Linked DNA regions of Mus musculus: region 1 is linked to region 2. The links are chromatin contacts, called in public HiChIP or PLAC-seq maps. All regions are on one chromosome and are shown on one strand. The core of a region is the stretch at or near the end of the contact, and the rest is flanking DNA. Distances in the headings are between cores, read along the strand shown. Region 1 overlaps Lmf1 (lipase maturation factor 1). Region 2 has its middle 9.5 kb from the start of Gm33727.

What was found. HiChIP or PLAC-seq counts read pairs in DNA pulled down with a chosen protein or histone mark.
Region 1: a contact with region 2 is called in an H3K27ac HiChIP or PLAC-seq map of oligodendrocyte precursor cells, with 2.8 times the contacts expected there. The contact joins two enhancer-like sites. A contact is called at or near these places in 3 of 39 promoter capture datasets (embryonic stem cells and stem cell-derived epiblast-like cells), 3 of 484 Hi-C or Micro-C datasets (bone marrow-derived macrophages, cranial neural crest and pancreatic cancer cells), 7 of 115 datasets of contacts at active chromatin or transcription factors (double positive thymocytes, embryonic basal ganglia, embryonic stem cells and 2 more) and 1 of 9 other capture datasets (embryonic stem cells).

What each region holds. Positions count from the first base shown.
Region 1 is chr17:25,662,170-25,666,694 of GRCm38.p6, reverse strand. It overlaps Lmf1 (lipase maturation factor 1), which reads right to left. Exons shown (of 11, transcript NM_029624.4): 11 at 3,869-4,181. The coding sequence ends at 3,992. Among named protein-coding and RNA genes, the nearest start is that of Gm22645, 30 kb to the left of the region's middle. Within about 2 kb of position 3,169, at least 46 of the 459 cell types and tissues checked have an H3K27ac peak or open chromatin away from gene starts, as enhancers often do. A contact at or near this core is called in neural progenitor cells and oligodendrocyte precursor cells, where this site is marked.
Region 2 is chr17:25,507,128-25,511,098 of GRCm38.p6, reverse strand. No RefSeq gene overlaps it. Among named protein-coding and RNA genes, the nearest start is that of Gm33727, 9.5 kb to the left of the region's middle. Within about 2 kb of position 2,053, at least 25 of the 459 cell types and tissues checked have an H3K27ac peak or open chromatin away from gene starts, as enhancers often do. A contact at or near this core is called in neural progenitor cells and oligodendrocyte precursor cells, where this site is marked.

The DNA.
Region 1 (4,525 bases), core at 1,920-4,419, 150 kb before region 2:
CTCCTGTCCTCTGCATGTTGTCAGCTGCCTTGTCTCAGCAATGCCCACTCCAAACCGGTTTGGGGCAGAGAGATGGCTCAATGGTTAAACCCTGTTCTTTCTGGTTCCCAGCACCTTGGGGACCCTTAACTCCAGCTTCGGGGGACCCAATGCTCTCTTCTAGCCTGTCAGTACTCCCAAACACGATACACACTTTCCCCACACACATATAGAAAATTCCAGAAAGTCGCATTTCCTGTTAGATGAGATGGGGGTGTGCTCGGGGCTATATGGCCACAGACAATATTTCTTATTATGAAAAGAAAGACAATGGTGTGTTTCTTTCCCTTTGCATGCTTTTAAAGCTCTTGTCAAAAGCATTCCAACAGACATGTCAGCGTCTCCTGGGCATTTTACTTTTTCCTTGAGATAGGCTGTCACTCTGTAGTCCAGGTTGGCCCCAAATTCACGGTGGTGTGTGCATGTGTGTGTACGTGTGTGTACATGGGAACCAGAGGCTGACATTGTTGACTGCAGTGATTTCTAAGCACCTTATTTTTTTGAGGTCGAGTCTCTCACTAAATCCGGAGCTCAATCAATCTGGGATGGTTGCCCAGTGAGCTCAGGAGTCTGCCTGTTTCCTCTTCCCCAGCGCTGGGGCTACAGCCAAGCAACCGTGCAGCCTGCCTTTTCTGGGGCTTCTGGGGTATTGAACTCAGGTCGTCATGCTGTGTGGCAGACACTTCACAGCCAGCAGTGTTCCAGTATAACACTGATTTTGTCATTTGCAGTTCTACACAAGTTTGGAGCTAGGGTTCCCGTTCTATAGAGACTACTGGAATTGTGTCAGGATTGCAAGGCAGCCACCGTGAGGAGCACTGGCTCCCGGGAGTGACATTTTCAGGTGACCTGTCACCTGCTCTTCTGTCTTCAGTCCCCTTTAACACCATGTTATGGTTTCACCCATCTGGCTGGCTTCCTTCAGGCATCTTGCTATCCTGTGAGACGGTACGGTACGTGACGATGCTTCCTTGGTTCCATTTACTAACCCAAGTGAGTGGGAAGCTTTTGGCAGTGGAAGCAGCCACAGGACTTCAGCTGGCTGGGGACCAGTGCATGAGGAGGGTACATCACCTCTGCTGGATGATGGAGAGGGAAGGATGCATCCTGGTGAGCTGCCAACTGTTAGGGGACCAATAGTCAGGCCCAGCATGGCACCTCAGGGAGATAGTGCCTGGTGACTTTGGATCCTGAGTTTGAAATCAGGTGTAGAGAGTCTAGTATGACTGTCTTCTGTCATCCCAGAGCCCATGTCCGGCTCCTGGCCGATGTCCGCTAGCCCAGGTCACTAGCAACTAGCATACACTGGACCCTAACCTTGCTTTTGCACATCCTACAGAGTGAAGTTGGGGCTAATCACGTCACAGCTGCTATGTCCACTCACCCCCAACCCCTGGAGTGGGAATTTGGGTAGAGAAGTGCAGAAACATACCCTAATGTTAGACAGTACTGCTAAGTGAACCTGAGTTCTCCCCTGTCCCCCGGCCCAGCCCGGCACCCAAGCTTCCTACGTTTGTCCCAGTGCCCTCCAACATGGAAATTTCTTCCTTGGGTTCTTCCGTGGAGGGAGCATGTGCCCAGGGGCAGATGGGCACGTCCTTTAGCATGCTACAGTTAACCTGGTAGACTCACATGGCATGACTGCTGCGCTAAGGGACAGGATGAGACCCCTCTCCACCTGGACGCTGACCAGTGCAGCAGTATGGCCCCAGTGTAGTCAAGGCATGGGTGTGAGTGGGGCTCCCCAGGGATGGCCTTAGAGCAGACTCCTTGGCTGGAGTGATCCAGTGGGGTATAAAGATCATTTGCTAAGGGAGCTGGGGGCACCTCTCAGCCTCAACAAGGGGATCTTTGAGGATACATGTATATTGGGAGGGCCTACATCTGTCAGAGGTAGAAACCTGTAAGTGCCTTCTAGATCAGGACATCAGGTCCCTGTGCTGTCCTTGGTGAGCAGACACATAGCGTGACTGACTCACCACTGTCAGGACCCGTCTACCCTAGGGTGAGCTTGGGTAGGGTGGGGCTATCCACAGTCAGAGCTGCTAAGTCTCTTCAGTGGGTCCCTAAGGCCACCAGAGAGAGCAAGATGACCAGGGGCTGTGGACAGTGATAAGCCTTGCTTAATGTTTACCAAGGGAATGACCTGGCCACTAACATCCATTCCAGCTTGTCCACTGTGACTCCTGCTGGGCTCTGCCGGCTTGAGGCCCTGATCCATGCTGAGGGCCAGTGTCATCAGATGGGCACTCCCTGTAACCCCCACTCAGTGTGGCTCTATTGGTGCCCTCATCCCATTTCAAGAGTAGCTCACGACAGCAGCTACCACATGGGGTAAAAATCAAGAGGCAGCTGGGCGTGGTGGTGCACACCTTTAACCCCAGCTCAGTTTGAAGTCAGCCTGGTCTACATAGGGAGATCTGTACCCAAAGAACCAACAAGGATGTCAGTCACTAAGCCTCCATGTCATACAGCATGACTGTTGTGTGAGCAAATCCATGACACATGATGCAGCACAGGACTCAGCATGGCATCTGGGTGGAGATGACATTCTGAAACCAGCAGGGGACCATCTATTACCTGTCCTCTGTCTGCAGTCTGTCTGTCAGATCCTGTCTCTCTTACAAGAGGCATCCTGGTAGATTCTGGTTGCCCCAGGGCCTGGCTCCCTCCCACAGCTCTTGTCCCCTGCATAGGTCGAAACACCGTTTTTTAGCTCTGCTGAACCAGCAGCCCCCTCCCCAGGATCCTCAGGAAGGAGGGGGCACATGGCTGGACCGATGCCAGAAGTCTACATCTGGGGGCCTGAGGTTTCTCCCACTGAGCCCCGAGACTGCGGTCTTGGCAACCGGCAAGGGCATGGAGGGCTCACAGTGAGCTAGGTGCCACTCTCCCGGGTCACCAGAATACCCAAGCAGCTGCCATCCCTGCTGAGGGCCCCACCCCCCACGTCTACCGCCTGGGGTATGGCTGGGCCGCCCCCAGGAAGGGCTGCTCAGGCTGCAGGCTGCCAGTCACTCCTGTGGTGGTCATGGCAGACTTGCTGGCTCCAGTCTCATAGCTCTGAGGCTGTCTGTCCCTGACACACACAGGGCGCCCTGTTTCCTTGGGAGCTGGAACACGGGCTCTCTGTTTGCACCTGGGTTGGCCGTCCCTCCCCAGCCAGGCTGAGGGGGTGCTCTGCAAGGCCACACTTGTGCCCCCCTCGACCAGCCTCCTCAACTGAACCTTTTTTGTTGTCCTTTCTGGGATCCTCTGCAGTGTGGCCCAGGGACAGGCAACATGGGCCCCAGACACCATGCTTAGCAAGCAGGGGGATGGGGAGGTATTCCTAGAGTCTCTGCTGTCCTTGTAGCTGGTGAGCCTGGGCAGTTGTGCGCAATCTGGGAAGGGAAGCCTTAAGCACTGCTGGCCAAGGTTCCCACTGACATGGCTCTGCTTGGTTCTCCACAGGTCACCCACGGGAGACTGGAATATGACCACAAGCTGGTGACAGGGCTTCTATCCATTTGCATATATCCTACACTGGAGCGTGCAAGGGATTCCTGAGCTCATGTATCTGTGTGTGTGTGCCTGGGTGGTGTGTGAGGGGTTCTGGGGAGGGATCATGCTGAGAACAGCAAGCCTCCTGTCCCTCAGGGAGATGGTGGGAACGAGTCGGTGCTGCCACACCGGACTTGTGATAGAGACCTGGCTACGGGATTGACTAGGAATGTGTGGTTGGGCTACAGGGGACGCAGCCTCTAGGTTAGGGAATCTGAGACCCCCCTCTCCACAACAGGGAAGGGTTAGCAAGGTGACAGGGACGGATAGAGACAGGAGGCTGACAGCTAGGAAGCACATCCTTTTCCAATCTCTTCTTGGCAGGATCCATGGGCTGCCGGGTCCCTGTGCGGGTCCCGTGGCCGCAGCACAGTATAGGTAGAGAAGCGGTTGGTCTCTGGTCTTTATTTCAGCGTGTGTGTCTAGATGGGGGTTCTGGTAGTGGCCACTCCCGAGTCTTAAAGTATTCCTTCAGATCCTCAAGGCGGAGTGGGGGGAAGTAAGGACCAATTCGCTTGCGGATCCACCACTTGCCCTGGGTGGCGTGCTGGCCCCCGGGGAGGCTGAACTTGTACCGGTAGTGTTCTCCTCGGATCCACCTGCAGGGCACAATGTGTCAGCCTGCGTCTCTTTGCTTCCCGTCTCCATGACCCACCCTCTCCACCTCATCCTACCAGGGTGTGTGCAAGCCTTGCTACTGGGGTGGGGCTTGGGATGCTGTCTTTCTGGGTGTGGGTCTTGAGGCATCATTGGTTGTGGGTGGGGCTGCCATCCTTCCCCCTTCTGGTACACAAACCTGAGTGGGTAAGGGTCCCCGAGGGAGGGTGGGGCTGAGGGGTCATGAACAGAGAGCCACACTGAACTCCACAGTTGGGCACCGAGAGGGTGAGGCGGTGCTGCGGAGATCACCACAAAGTCCATCTTCTCCTGAATCTGGGGTCCT
Region 2 (3,971 bases), core at 804-3,303:
GGGCTGAACACAGGTTTAGCCACCCCAAGGGCAAAATGGGTTGCTGGGAACATGGTGGGGAGGGGAAGTAGCAGCTTTGTGATGAGAACCGCTCACAGGTGGTGTGAATGCCCCTTCACCTGACCGTAGCTGGGTATGTGGAGTGAGCACCAGCCACGGGCCATCAGGGTCTTGATGGAGACAGGGCCCCCATTGGATCTGGACATAAAAGAAACATGCTCTTGTGTCCAGCCACACACTGCAGCCATGTGAGCCCTTGGCAGTTGGTGCTCATCCTGGTGGCTCTAGCAGATGCTACTCCACAGATCCTGTGCTCCCCTCAGGCCTGAGGCCCTAAGCCCATGCTGGCCCAGGACTCCCAGAGCCGAGTGGATGAGGTTCAGGGCTCTGCACCCCTGGGATCCATCTTTGGCTGGCTGGACTGGGGTAGGGGTCACACCTGCTCTGGGGTGGGATAAGGTGGGGGGGCTCTTCCGGGCCTGCAGCTGTTGGCCCCAAGGACAGACAAGGCCTCCACTGCAACAGCTGGGCCGGAGGCTTGGGAGCCAGGAGAGCCTGAAGCCCAGGCAGCCCCCACGGGGGATCGGTTACAGTGGCTGCAGATGCTGGGGGAGGTGAGGAGGGAAGGAACAGAGACTGCAGGCTCCCCCCAGACTACCCTCTTCACACCTACCTCCTACACTCTATGTGGCCCAGGGACCCCAGTCATAGCCCATTTGGGGCTGCCTTCTATAAGACAACACCAAAGCCATGGCATGCTGGTCTGCTTAGGAAATCCCTCCTCTAGCCTCTGGGCAATGGGCAACGGCAGCTGCTGTTTTCCCAATTGAGCGATGCCTATTGCCCAGCAGGTGTGTGCAGGACTGAGCTGGAAGAGACTTCATGGTGGGTGAACATTCAGGGATATCTTAGTGTGCACCATGCTGTTATTTGTGGACCCCCCTTGGTGGGTTCACCCCAGAGACAAAGATACACTAGCACACGGTAGGCACCCAGGAAACGCTTTCGGAATGAAGGAATACCAACCTGGTAATGGATCACCATGCAGTATTATCTTCTGCACTGTGAGGCATGGAAAGAAGCTGGAGTCTCACTCTGCTGGGGCCCTGGAAGGGTAGTGGGTATCACTGGGTGCTGGGAGGATAGTAGTGGGCATCACCTCCTTGTCCTCTCTGGCTCTGACTACCTGGCATCTAGCAAAGCAAGAAGCAGGGCCAGACCCAGGCCAGCAGCAGCAGAGACATAAAATAGCAAATTCAGTAGTTCAGGTGCTGGGATCTGGTCAAGTGGCTCCCACTAAAATATAGCCTCACCTTTCCGGCCACTGAAAGCATGCCCCAAGTCACATGTCACATAGGGCCCCAAGGTCCTGGAATGGACAAGCTAAGAGGAGATGACCCAGGTCTTTCCAGATGTTACTTGATATTGCAAAGTCTCCTCCCTCTCAACAGACCCTGTCTAAAGCCCCACAAGGGGCTGGAGCAGGCATCCCTAGCATCCCAGGATCCTGGATGCTATCTGCTTGCCCACCTGGCCATTGTCCCTGACAGCCGTTTCATCGAGGGACAGGCCCAACTCTTGAGCCAAGGACATATTGCCCTGGCTACTGAAGGACCAAGTGCTAGTTTGCCGGGATTTGGGGATTTTGAGCCATCTGCTGTGGCAGGTGTGGTCAGTCTGACTAGCAGAGTCCATGGGCTGCCTGGAGGGTGGCCAGCCAGCTGCTGGGGGGCTGGGTTTGCTGGTCTGGCTACTTGCCTTGGGCAGCAGAGCCAGGAGAGAGAGGGATGGAACACAGAGAGGCAGAAGATCTCTGTCCCCTGCCTGGCATGGTTCAGATTCCCAAACGGGCACCGTGGGCAGCTTGTCAACAAGGCCAAGGTCTCCTTAAGGATCTGGGACTAGGCCTGAGGTGGGGATTTCATGCACAACATGGGAAACCCTACCTATAAGGCAGTAGGCGTCATGTTGAGGATCCCACCCCTCATCTTGGGGACTGATAAGATCATTGCATGCTGCTGTACAATGTGCTTTTATGAACTGTGTGAGCGCCCCCCACTGGCCAATGTTGGTCTGTTCTCAATGAGCAAATGAACCCTAGATGTCAGCCTGGGGGAGACAGCACACAGGAGTGTTAGAGGTAACTCTGAACATGCCTTCACTGGGGAGGAGGCTTAGGGGTGCTTAGGTGGTACAGGGGCAGAGAAAAGGCTGGTTGGAGTAGGGTCCCCAGAAGTAGGTCTGAGAAGTCTGTAAAGCCCACTGAGGGAACCTAGACAGGCATACATGCTAAGAAGGTCTGGAACACCATGCTCAACTCTAGAGAGCAAGCAGAGCATCCCAAGAATGTCCTCACAGGGACAAAGTGTGTGGCGTCACACTTCTGGGCTTAGGACAGGCTTTGCCCTGGGGGCTGACCAATACACCCTGAGTCAGACAGGCCCCTCTCATGGCTCCAGTTTGCCCTACCATGGTAGAAACAGCAAAGGCAATGAGATCAAGGCCTGAGGTGGGGCCATGGTCTTGCAAGGTGATGGCAGAGTAAAGGGAAATCGAGGAAGGAGGCTGCTGGGAGAGGCTAATAGTAAAGAAGTATTAGTAACCCCTCAGGCAGGCAGCTCAGGAACCAGGCTGCCCTTGAAGCTAAGCTCAGACAGGTACAAGGCTAGCCTTTCCCCAAAGCCAACCCGAGGAAGTACCTCTGGGGTGGATTCTCAAGGAGAGTGCAGAGGAGCCCTTATCCCTCCTGCCATGAGCACAGAGAAACCAAGGCTGAATCTCAGGTGCAGGCCTGCCTGGGAGAGCCACGGGGCTTCTCAAGGCACACCAAAGGACTGAGGAGGTCTTATGCGGCCCTGTGGCAATTGCCCCGGGGACCTTCTGAAAGAGTTACATGTTATTGAGGGCATCAAGGCTCAGGGCACATGAGAGGGTTGTGGGGGTGCTGAGTGACCAGAAACCACTCCCCAGCCTACGGCCTGGAAGCTGGTGCCCTTCAACTGGTTCAGGAAGGACCCGGAAGGGAAGTGATCTGGCTCACCCGTGCAGACTGAGTCTTTTACCAGACTGGCCCTGAACTGTCCTGAATACAGCTGCATGCATTGACCACTAGGACCACAAGATGGCACCAAAGGCCAGCTGGTGGGGGCTTCTGCAGTAGAACCTGTGGGCCAGGTTGGGGTCTAGACCTTGATCCTCCCTCTTGACCTACAGAGGACAGATGCTGCTGAGGGAGCCAGTGGAAAGCTATGAGAGTCAGGATGCAGCATCCACTGTGAGCTCATTTCTCTAAATGAAGGCGGAGAACTTACTTGCTGCAGTAAGTTCTGCACTTTTTTCTGAGGCCCTCTCTTCTACCTACTTTCCTCCAAGATCACTGGCTTTGCTGCCCAGTTAGGGTCTAAAAAGAGCTCAGGGCTGGGAGCACAGGAACTCAGGTATTACCCAGTCTGGGATCTAAGGCAGATGGGAGTCCCAGCAAACGGACCTGAAGGGAGGGCTTAAATGAACTGGGTATACTGGTACACACCTGTAACCTCAGTACTCAGAAGGTGGAAGTGGAAGGATCCAAAGTCAAGGCCATCTTTAGCTGCATCGTGAGTTACAGACCAGCCTGAAACACATGAGACTATTCTCAAAAATAGAAGAGAGAGAGGAGAGGAGAGGGGAGGGGAGGGGAGGAGAGGCAAAGGGAAGGAGAGGCAAAGGGAAGGGGAGAGGAGAGGAGAGGAGAGGGGAGGGGAGGGGAGGGGAGGAGAGGGGAGGGGAGGGGAGAGGAGAGGAGGGGAGGGGAGGGGAGAGGAGAGAAGAGGGGGAAGGGAGGAGAGGAGAGAAGAGGGGAGGGGAGGAGAGGAGGAAAGGGGAGGGGAGGTGAGGTGAGGAGAGGCAAAGGGAAGGGAAGGGAGGGGAGAGGAGAGGAGAGGAGGGGGGAGGGGAGGGGAGGGGAGAGGAGAGGAGAGAAGAGGAGAGGG